Linked DNA regions of Drosophila melanogaster: region 2 is linked to region 1. The links are chromatin contacts, called in public Hi-C maps. All regions are on one chromosome and are shown on one strand. The core of a region is the stretch at or near the end of the contact, and the rest is flanking DNA. Distances in the headings are between cores, read along the strand shown.

Region 1 (4,651 bases), core at 687-3,186:
AGGGCACAAAACAGACGGATGTGCAGCTTGTGTACACCAGGCGCTTCACATTGTTTTGAATGCAGAGGTCTACTACGGCCAGGGTGCCTAACAAAGCGAAGAAATAAACTCGAAATTAAGATCAAATCAATGTTTATTCCAAGCCCAGTTTAGTTGCCTGGAATTACCTATCTTACGAGGTACTTTATTCGCTCACTCACCGTTCACATTTACGCGCTCCAGTTCCTCGTAGTTCGGCGGATACTCGATTTTCACCGAGGCGGCGCAGTGGAAGACCCCGTCCACTCCGTTGAAGATGGGACTGAGTGCCTTCAGATCGCCACCGATATCGGCCACATAGGTGCGCAGCAGGGAGGTCTCCTCGTGGCCAATGTTGTTTTTGTAGGGCACTATATCCAGTGAGCGGATCTCTTTGATGCCCAGCTCCTCCTTCCGCTCCAGCAATTGCTTGATGAGGTGCTGACCCAAAAAGCCACTGCCGCCGGTTACGAGCAGCACTTCCCCGCTTTTGTTGCCCATTGCGTCCAGGGTCAAAGTACACTGGTTTTTGGTTTAACTGCAACGAGACCGACTGCAGGTTAGCTGGGCTGGCTTAAGTGGTTAAGTGGAGTTTCCGTGAGAGTGGCTTTTATGGTCGGCGGCCCCACTTGGACCAGCCCGGCCACTTGGACATCACACACATAAACTGGCTCATCACCAGCCGGCGACCTTCTTCGAGGGTCAGCGGAGCAGGTTTCCAAGTGACTCGGCGGTTTTTCAAATGCTCGGCTTACGTGACGCTCCGCGGCGCTAATAAAGGCGGCCACTTTTATATTACCTATATGTTTACTTATAGTTATAGTTAGTTTGTGTAATCCAAATTCCCATGATTACTTCAATTATTTGCTTTTTATAGTCTGTGTAATATAAACTGGCTTTCACCTTATCAAAATGGGTTTTAACTACTATTTATTTGCATAAATGTAAATATGAGTAACCAACTTACTAGTTTGTATCTTATAGTATATAGAGCTACATATATTCCTTGATTACAGCAAATACTTTTTATTAATTTAAAATAAAATCTGAAAATAACTTTCAAAGCTGTAATTAAGTAACAATTATTTCTTAATGGCCTAGAGCTTAGTAAAAATAAATAAACTTACTAATTAAATCATTATTTTCGGTTACCTTCTAATGCAACGCGACCTTAATTCTGTTCGTATTAATGGCATTCGCACTTTTAAAGTGCCAAAAATGACTGTTAACTTTATAATTTATAATATAAGCAAAGTTTGAATGCTGTTCGCACATTTAGACGGATATATTGAAGATATAGTGAGCAGCTAGTTTCCGTTGTAGAGGAAATCTGATGAAAATTCGTATATAAATCATTGTCGCTCTATAGCTTTCGATTTCTACTTCCCCTTAGTGTGTTACTTGGCCACGGTCAACTTTTGTTTTGAATGAATTTATTAGACCCCGTCCAGTAACTAAGGCCGTTGAGCAGACTCAAAAAGACATTAAAAATAATAAGATACTAATGGTGACAGCAGCAACATCTGCAACAGCCACATTTGCAGCAGCAACATGGCCATCGGCCAAAGCAACAGCAACTTACAAGATACAATATACGGCAGCAATCTCAACAAAGGGAAACATGGCTCAATGTGCTAATGTTTTCGCTGGGCGGTCTTACAGATTACAACACAGCATCAAAACAATTACCGCGAACTGGTTTCCGCGTCTATTTCGACATGCACGTCAACACACACGATTTTTTTTTGGCATTTTGGCCTGGCCATTTTAAACTTGTAAACACTCGACCAATAAATGGCACCTGTCTATCTAGAAGCCCGAAAGTCGTAATATCTATATCGTTCGATGCTTACCAGGAAAATTTGGCACTTTTTTGTGAGCAAACCTTTGGGCTTGCCTGCTGACTGGAAACTGTTTGTTGGTCATAAACAAAAGTGGCCGAAACCGAAACGATCGTTGTCGAGCCACTTGGCTATCACTTATCGTTATCGTCATCGTCCGCGCTGCTATCGATCGCAGTCGTCGAGCATTTGGCGCGCGCAATTGAAAGTTCGTTTTTCAAAATGCATGGCATTTGGTAAAAGGTAATTTTTATTCAACAACAAGTAAATGAATGTGGACAGTAAGTACGCTTAGTGATTACATAAATAGTTGTCTTCTCTTCCCATGCATTTAGTGGGGTGCTTAGGCAATTGCAATATTCAATAAGTACAGTGGTAATTGTTTTCGTTGCATCTCATTCAATAACTTTCTATATCTTTATAAACTCCCTGGTAGATGTATAAAGTAAACGAGAAGTAAAGGCCGTTGATACAAATGACTTTGGATTAGATTAGGATTGGGCGCTCTTAACCATTAACCATTAACGAGTACGCGAAATACAATTACGGATATACAATTACGAATACGAATACAAAACGGTGTTTAGTTTAGTACAATTAAAAATTCTGTTCACATTTCGGTTTGGTTTATTACAACAATATCATGTAAATGCCGATGTAGATGCCCCTTCCGTGTGCACCTAAGTATGTATGTATATAGGGGGCTGTGTTAGGGGGTATAAACGTTGTAAGTACCGACTTTAAGTACCGATTGACTGCTGACTTGGTGGATTTTGTTGCATCGTAGCAAACATAAATAAGGGCCATGGTATTACATTACATTAAATTACATGTACGAATAAACTATAATTATCTAGCAATTTCATTTTGTTACACATACAAACACAATTGGTTTTCACAAACGTTCTCTGTTCTCAATTCTCAGCCTAATGCTATTTAGATGCATTTTGATGCATAATTGGAGTGACGTGAAGCGATGAACTCAGGTTCTGCGTAGTCGTAATTTAACATGAATGTTGATTGTGTACATTAAACTAGTTGTATGCATGTATGTATGTATATAACTTTCTATACACTACTGTATATAGCAGTATAGTGTTTTAAAGTATTGTATTGTATAGTATAGTATATAGTATAGTATGCATGGGTATTATGGGTGTGCCGTTTCCAGTAGCAACATTTCAACTAACATTATTTACTTCGCTATTACAAGTACGGTTCTTTATTAGCTATTATTGTTGTTATTGTTTCTGTCGCCGATCCACCAGTGCCATCGATCAAGGGTTTCCATACCCGGCTTCCATTTCCCGGCGCATTCCCGTCTCAGTAGGAAAGTGCCGAGGGCGAACGCGAGCCAACTGTGAAATCTTTGTACACCGAAAACACAGATATCTGCGAAAGAGTAGAAATATTGAATTAAAAATACACCCACAATTCATTCGAGGACCCAGCGCATCGGAACCCGTTCCCTCACATTGGCCATACTCGTGCCAATCCCCATATTGGCCACTTTAATTGCCGACTTGCGTCACAGTCAAGAACTGCAGCGTGGCCCTGGCACTTGGCCAGCAACCAAATAAAACTTGGCGGCATCTTGTGGGTGCGGAAAAATGGGACAGCATCCGTGGCTCTTCGCACATGTGCTCCGCCGTTGGGAATCGCTGTGATATCAGTTCAAGAGCAGACGCCTTATCAGTGCCGGCTAGTTCCGAAAATAGCTTACTTTTGGGTGGGTGTGTTTCGTGTGGATATAATCGTTTGGGTGCTTAGTAATTGCTGAAGACTTCAGCTATTCTGGCCTATGAATTATAGAACCATTTCGATCTGCTCAGTCGAAATATCGTGCCTATTACATTTCTCTAGGTTATACCGAGCGAAAAAATGATTTATGATCAATAAAATCGTATTGAATTAATACTATATAGATTTAGCCAAGCACACACCATTAAAGTTCCAGAACAACTTAATCTCATCATGCTAAAGAAAGCCCTGACATAACTGCGAATTTATTTGAAAACACGCCTTTTCTTTCAGTGTAGACAACAAAGATACATTTGTTATATCTGTAGGAAATAATTGACTATTTCTGTGTATACTTCTAACCCGCTGAGAACAAGTATTCTGCTTTTCGGTGAGTGCGGGGGGCGAACATGATATAATACCCATAATTTCTAAATAAAAACTGACCATAAACATACCATACTGCTGATGAAGAAATCTATTTCAAAATGAAACAATTAAAATATGATATGGTATATTTTGAAAAAGCGTTCTAAGACAATTTAATTTAATTCAATTAAAAACTTCTATGCTTGTCTTCCACTCGCGACTGACCTTGTTTTTGTCCCTACCACTTTGTTTCTTTGTGTGTTCTTTTGCTCACTTCCGGTGCTTCACGACTTACCTTGTCTTTTAATTGCTGGCACAGTTTCTGGCCATTCATCAGCAGCAGTAGCACGTCGTTAAGCCACTGGACAGAGGCCTCCGCTTGGCGGGAATCGAAGCGCATTGTGCCCTGGTTGTTCAGCAGCTGGTAGACGGCAATGATCAGCTTGTGGCTCTGCAGGTAGAAGCTAACGGCCAAATCCTCGGGCAGATTGGGCACCAGCGACTTCATATTGCGCCCTTTGATCAGCTCATCGATGGGCTTCTTTTTGGGCACCAGCAAACTGTTTCTGCCCCGCTGCAGGGCATCCAGAATGTTGCCTATCACATGCAGCACTTCGTCGGAGGTTCTGTGTAGAGTTTATATGTAAGTGTATAAATATAACCTCGGAGCGCAGATCCCATGC
Region 2 (4,416 bases), core at 1,901-4,400, 290 kb before region 1:
ATCGATATTTATTCCTATGGTTGACTTTATTTTAATTTTTTTATATTATCGTATAAGTATGATCAACGTACATACATACGTATAAACGTATGATATTACAAATTTTTCAATGTAATAAAAATTCTAACGTAGTAAATATTCCATAGTTGAAATCCGTTTCTTTGCATTTGTACATATAGAAATTGTCCTGATACTATGTTAGGAAAAGGAAACCAGCTTCCTTTTGTTAAACTTACCTTAAGTCCCTTTCAACAGACCTCGCATTCCTCTCGAAGATCGAAATTTCTGGAAACTTTCTAAAAACACGAAAAACGCGACGAAAACTTACCCGGGCGAAAACACGCGGATTTTTTATATGTATATTAACTGCTTGGTTGACTACCAACAAAAACTGAACACGTGTTCATCTATAAAATAATTAAATACTCAGTTATGAAATTGATTTTGTATAAAAGTAATGAAACAGCTAAAATGTAATTAACTTGTTAATTATGAAACCACTCAGATATGTACAACATTCGATTCATGAACAGGACATTTTGGAAGATTTGCCAAATTATTTGCCATCTTGAAAGCTGGGACCACCTATGAATGCACGTGCGACGAGCACATTTGTAGGCCCTGATAGAACATAACCTAGACTACTGCGGAAAAAGAAATTGTTCACAACGCGCAGAGCAGCAAAAGTTTAGATGCCGTCGCCAAACCACTTTTATCATCAATTGCCACATCTGAACTGCCAGGAGCGAATTTTTGAAGGAATTCGAAGCAGCAACATGGGAGCTACAAGCACCACGATGCGGCCACTAGGATGGCAATGTGCAACCGGACTGAAGCAGCAAAAAGTCGGAAAAAAACTCTGGGAATTGTATCAATATTGATCTGATGCTTTAGGCTATTGGTTAAACATTAAGTGCAATCGCAAATTATTCACTACAATACCGGACTGACAAATGATTTTGTATTTAAATTGGAACTGGTGAACTTCGACGAGAATGAAACGCAACTAACCAATTTTCTTATTGAAGTGACGCGATAATTATTGAAATGACAAGCAATTAACATATAAGCCTATCGATATACAGTCTTGAGAAGCACATAAAGACATCTTAAGGTGCGACATTGAAATCTTTCAAAATTACCATCACTTAATATGTAGAAAAATAATTGTTATAATGATTTTTCAAGGGAATTTGGCCTGACTTATAAAACACGAAAAATAAATGCACATGTGTTATGAGAAATTTGGCTTGCTTAGAAATTCGAAACCAATAAGTACTCCAATACACCCACTATTCCAACGCAGTGATTTCTTGCACGGACATAAGAGTTCTGAAGCACGTTTGCCTTGACCCCGGGACATTGTGTTCCCCATGTCTTGCGAATGTCCTGGCTGCCCCGGCCTTTGTTGTCCAGATGGCATATGCAAAGTGCAAACAAATTATTATTAGCTGCCAACAGCGCCAGCTACATCATCTTCACAATGGAAGCACCGAGGGATTCCCACACAAATGTGGCGTCCAGGAGAACGGAAAAGGCGTTTGGTCAGGGCGGGGCTTCGCTGCATTCTCCCATTGTACGGCCAAAGTTCCGCCTTTAAGGCGAACCCATTTAATTCACTTTGTCACCATGCAAATGAAACATTAGTGGTGACGTATCCAAATGGATCGCTCAAAGGTCTCCGTCGGATGCCTGCAATTAGGCCAGACACGTAAATGGAAATGATTTACAATCGTTTGGGCGTCTGTTGCTTCTGTTGCTCCTGCTGCAATTCACTTACCATCAAGTGCACTGAGAAAAATCCCTTTCAGCATGGATAATATAAAAGGTAAATATTAAAAGAAATAATATTACTTTAATAACAGATATGTATTGTTCAATTTAATTTGCAACCAACATCCAATCTTCGTGTATTACCTTATGAATGTCCTTTTCTACGGTATAATTAATACTTTTTCATTTCTAAATAAGCACATTCCATCATCTATAAACATTTGATTTTCTCGCTAAAGAGCGTCATAATCGATCAAGTTTTTTATTAGTGCTGCGGAGGAACGGACACATGTAGCTGTCATCGGCGTTGAGAGTCGGCAGCGATTTATCAGTGGCCAAATCAATTAGTAACTACGTAGCTTATCTCCTGGATGGACGAACTCTGCAGCGCTCCAATGGTGCGGGTGCGGGTGGGGTCCCATGGCCCATTCATTATACGCACCGGCAGAGGAGTGTCATAAATATTCCCATCATCGTTTATTCGGCGTCCCATCAAATGGCCACAAATGAAAACCTGTTGATGTGCCCGCATAGAAAGCGATACGCTGCAACGCACACACACACACACACACACAACACAACACCACACAGCGCAACACACACTCCCACTTGACATCTTTGGGACGTCAGTTGTAATTGAAGAAGCTCTTTTTATCCTTCGTTTTTTAGCAACAAAACGAAGGAGGCGCTGTGTCGCCATAAATATTCATGAAGCACTAAAAGGGTTCTCCTCCGGATCCTAAGCATCCTGCTGTGGAGTCGCATTCAGGATGGAGCTGTGGGCATAGGTACATCGGTGGTTGGTAAGTGGCGAGAATCGTATTTGTGTTTGGTCAATTGCCACCCGGTGACAAAGAAATGCAATATGCAATATGCTGTCGTCAGTCGTTCCATTTGCTCCATTGTAAGTGTGCGGAGTGTTTAATTTTAAATGCCCCAAGGAGTGCGTGTACCTGAATTTGAATGAGTACAAGGCTCGGTTTCCCCAGGGGATCGACAATGGTCTCCGCCATTGTCGGATGGTGGGAGTCAGAGCAAACAATCGCGCATGTGTGCCCTAAACTTGGGGTTTCTCCTCACTCACCCACACACACACACGCACACACACATTACGCTCGCTTACACTTACACTTATACTAACACGTACCCCGCTAAGTAGGCAACACACTTTTCGGCCACTTCCGTTGCACAAACGACAGTCGACAAGCGGATATCCATATCCCCCTGCCATTGTGTGCGTGCGCAGCCGGCATTCCTGTCCACACACACACACACACACACACACCTAAACGAAGCACCCTTCGTGGACACATGGATGGCCGTTCGGGCGTCGATTCGCTTCCGTTTTGATTTATAAGCGACCGCCGCGCCGGGCTGCGTATCATTAGCAGTTGATCAACAGGTTTGCGCACAGCCAACAGCCAGGACAGGACATCCAGTTGCCACGCTCCTCGAAATCTGTTTCACACCGGTCAAGTGAGAGCGCTATAATTGAATTGCACTCGTGCCCGTAAATTCACTTAAAAACGCTATTTCATGTCGAAAAAAATTCTATAAAAGAGTGCGCAGCAAACCCGAAATAAAATTGTAAAACGCTGGCCACAGTTTCCGCTGGCCTCAATAATAATTCGTACGCTAAAATCGCGAGGAGATATATAGTCAGGTAAGTGGTTCGTTCGATATTCAATATGCTCGTAACTCGATTTGAGGCTTTGAAGCCCCAGGAAATGAACTGCAAAGTGAATTCTAGTGGTTCATTTTCTAGTTTAATTTTAATTTTTTTTTCGGGAATTTATTAAATATTTTTCAATTGCAGTTCTAAACATTTTCCTTTTAAATTAATTTCGAATAAGCAGACAAAGCCAGCCTTTTCAAAGATAAAGATCATTTTTAAATAACAAATTAGTATCTGAAGAATGAATACTTCGAGGAATGTGTTACAAATATTTATTTATGAAATTAACTTACCTTTTTTTATGTGCTTAAAAAATTTAAAATAAAAATAAGTGAACTTGAAAATTGCGATTGATATATTAATCCATCTCATTAATAAAACATTGGGTTTTGTGAATGGCGTGAGCCCACTTTAATTTTTGTTAATTAATGAAAAATGTATAAAGGTCACTTATTTTTTCGAAAAGTTTTCATTTTGTGAACATTTTAATGTGTGCCCTTTTGACTATTCATTAAAACCCAATGACGCGATTATTTTTAATATTTGCATCACATTTCGTTCGTTCACAAATTCAAATGTAAAAAGGTTACAAAATTTTAAAAATAGTCTGCTTCCTCTGAAAAGTAGAAGATTCATCAACGTAAATTTATTTGCGAAACTTGGCCAAATTATGCAGAACTCCCTTGCCAAACAAACCCATTGGAAATTGAAGTGACAAAATACGGGTGTCCCACGGCTAACCTGCTTGAGACGAGCAGCATATTTACTCTTTTGCGGATATTTTGTTTATTTACGACTTTTCGTTAATGTCCATGTCCCCGGGAATACTTCGATTCACACTCAGCGGCAACAGGCGACGAGTTCTTGAGCAGAGTGTCGTGGGTGTTGTGGGCAGGAAACCTATTTAAACAAAATACTTATTGGTGAATGCCATCCTTTGGCAAATATTTGCGCCAGCTATTTATCGA

Evidence for each region. Hi-C and Micro-C count contacts between places; a contact is called where the count stands out from the background.
Region 2: a contact with region 1 is called in a Hi-C map of the Kc167 cell line, with 5 times the contacts expected there. A contact is called at or near these places in 6 of 107 Hi-C or Micro-C datasets (the Kc167 cell line, the OSC cell line, the S2 cell line and 2 more) and 1 of 7 datasets of targeted methods (the Kc167 cell line).

Annotation. Positions count from the first base shown.
Region 1 is chr3L:17,052,898-17,057,548 of dm6, reverse strand. CG7724 reads right to left here and starts at 1,936. Exons shown (of 4, transcript NM_140700.3): 1 at 1,872-1,936; 2 at 201-556; 3 at 1-87. The coding sequence starts at 519. rogdi (rogdi,) reads right to left here. Exons shown (of 8, transcript NM_168717.2): 7 at 4,264-4,594; 8 at 2,095-3,251. The coding sequence ends at 3,183.
Region 2 is chr3L:17,348,400-17,352,815 of dm6, reverse strand. Mip (Myoinhibiting peptide precursor) reads left to right here and starts at 3,150. Exons shown (of 2, transcript NM_140714.4): 1 at 3,150-3,436. It overlaps CG7692, which reads right to left and starts at 994. Exons shown (of 7, transcript NM_001316448.1): 1 at 237-994.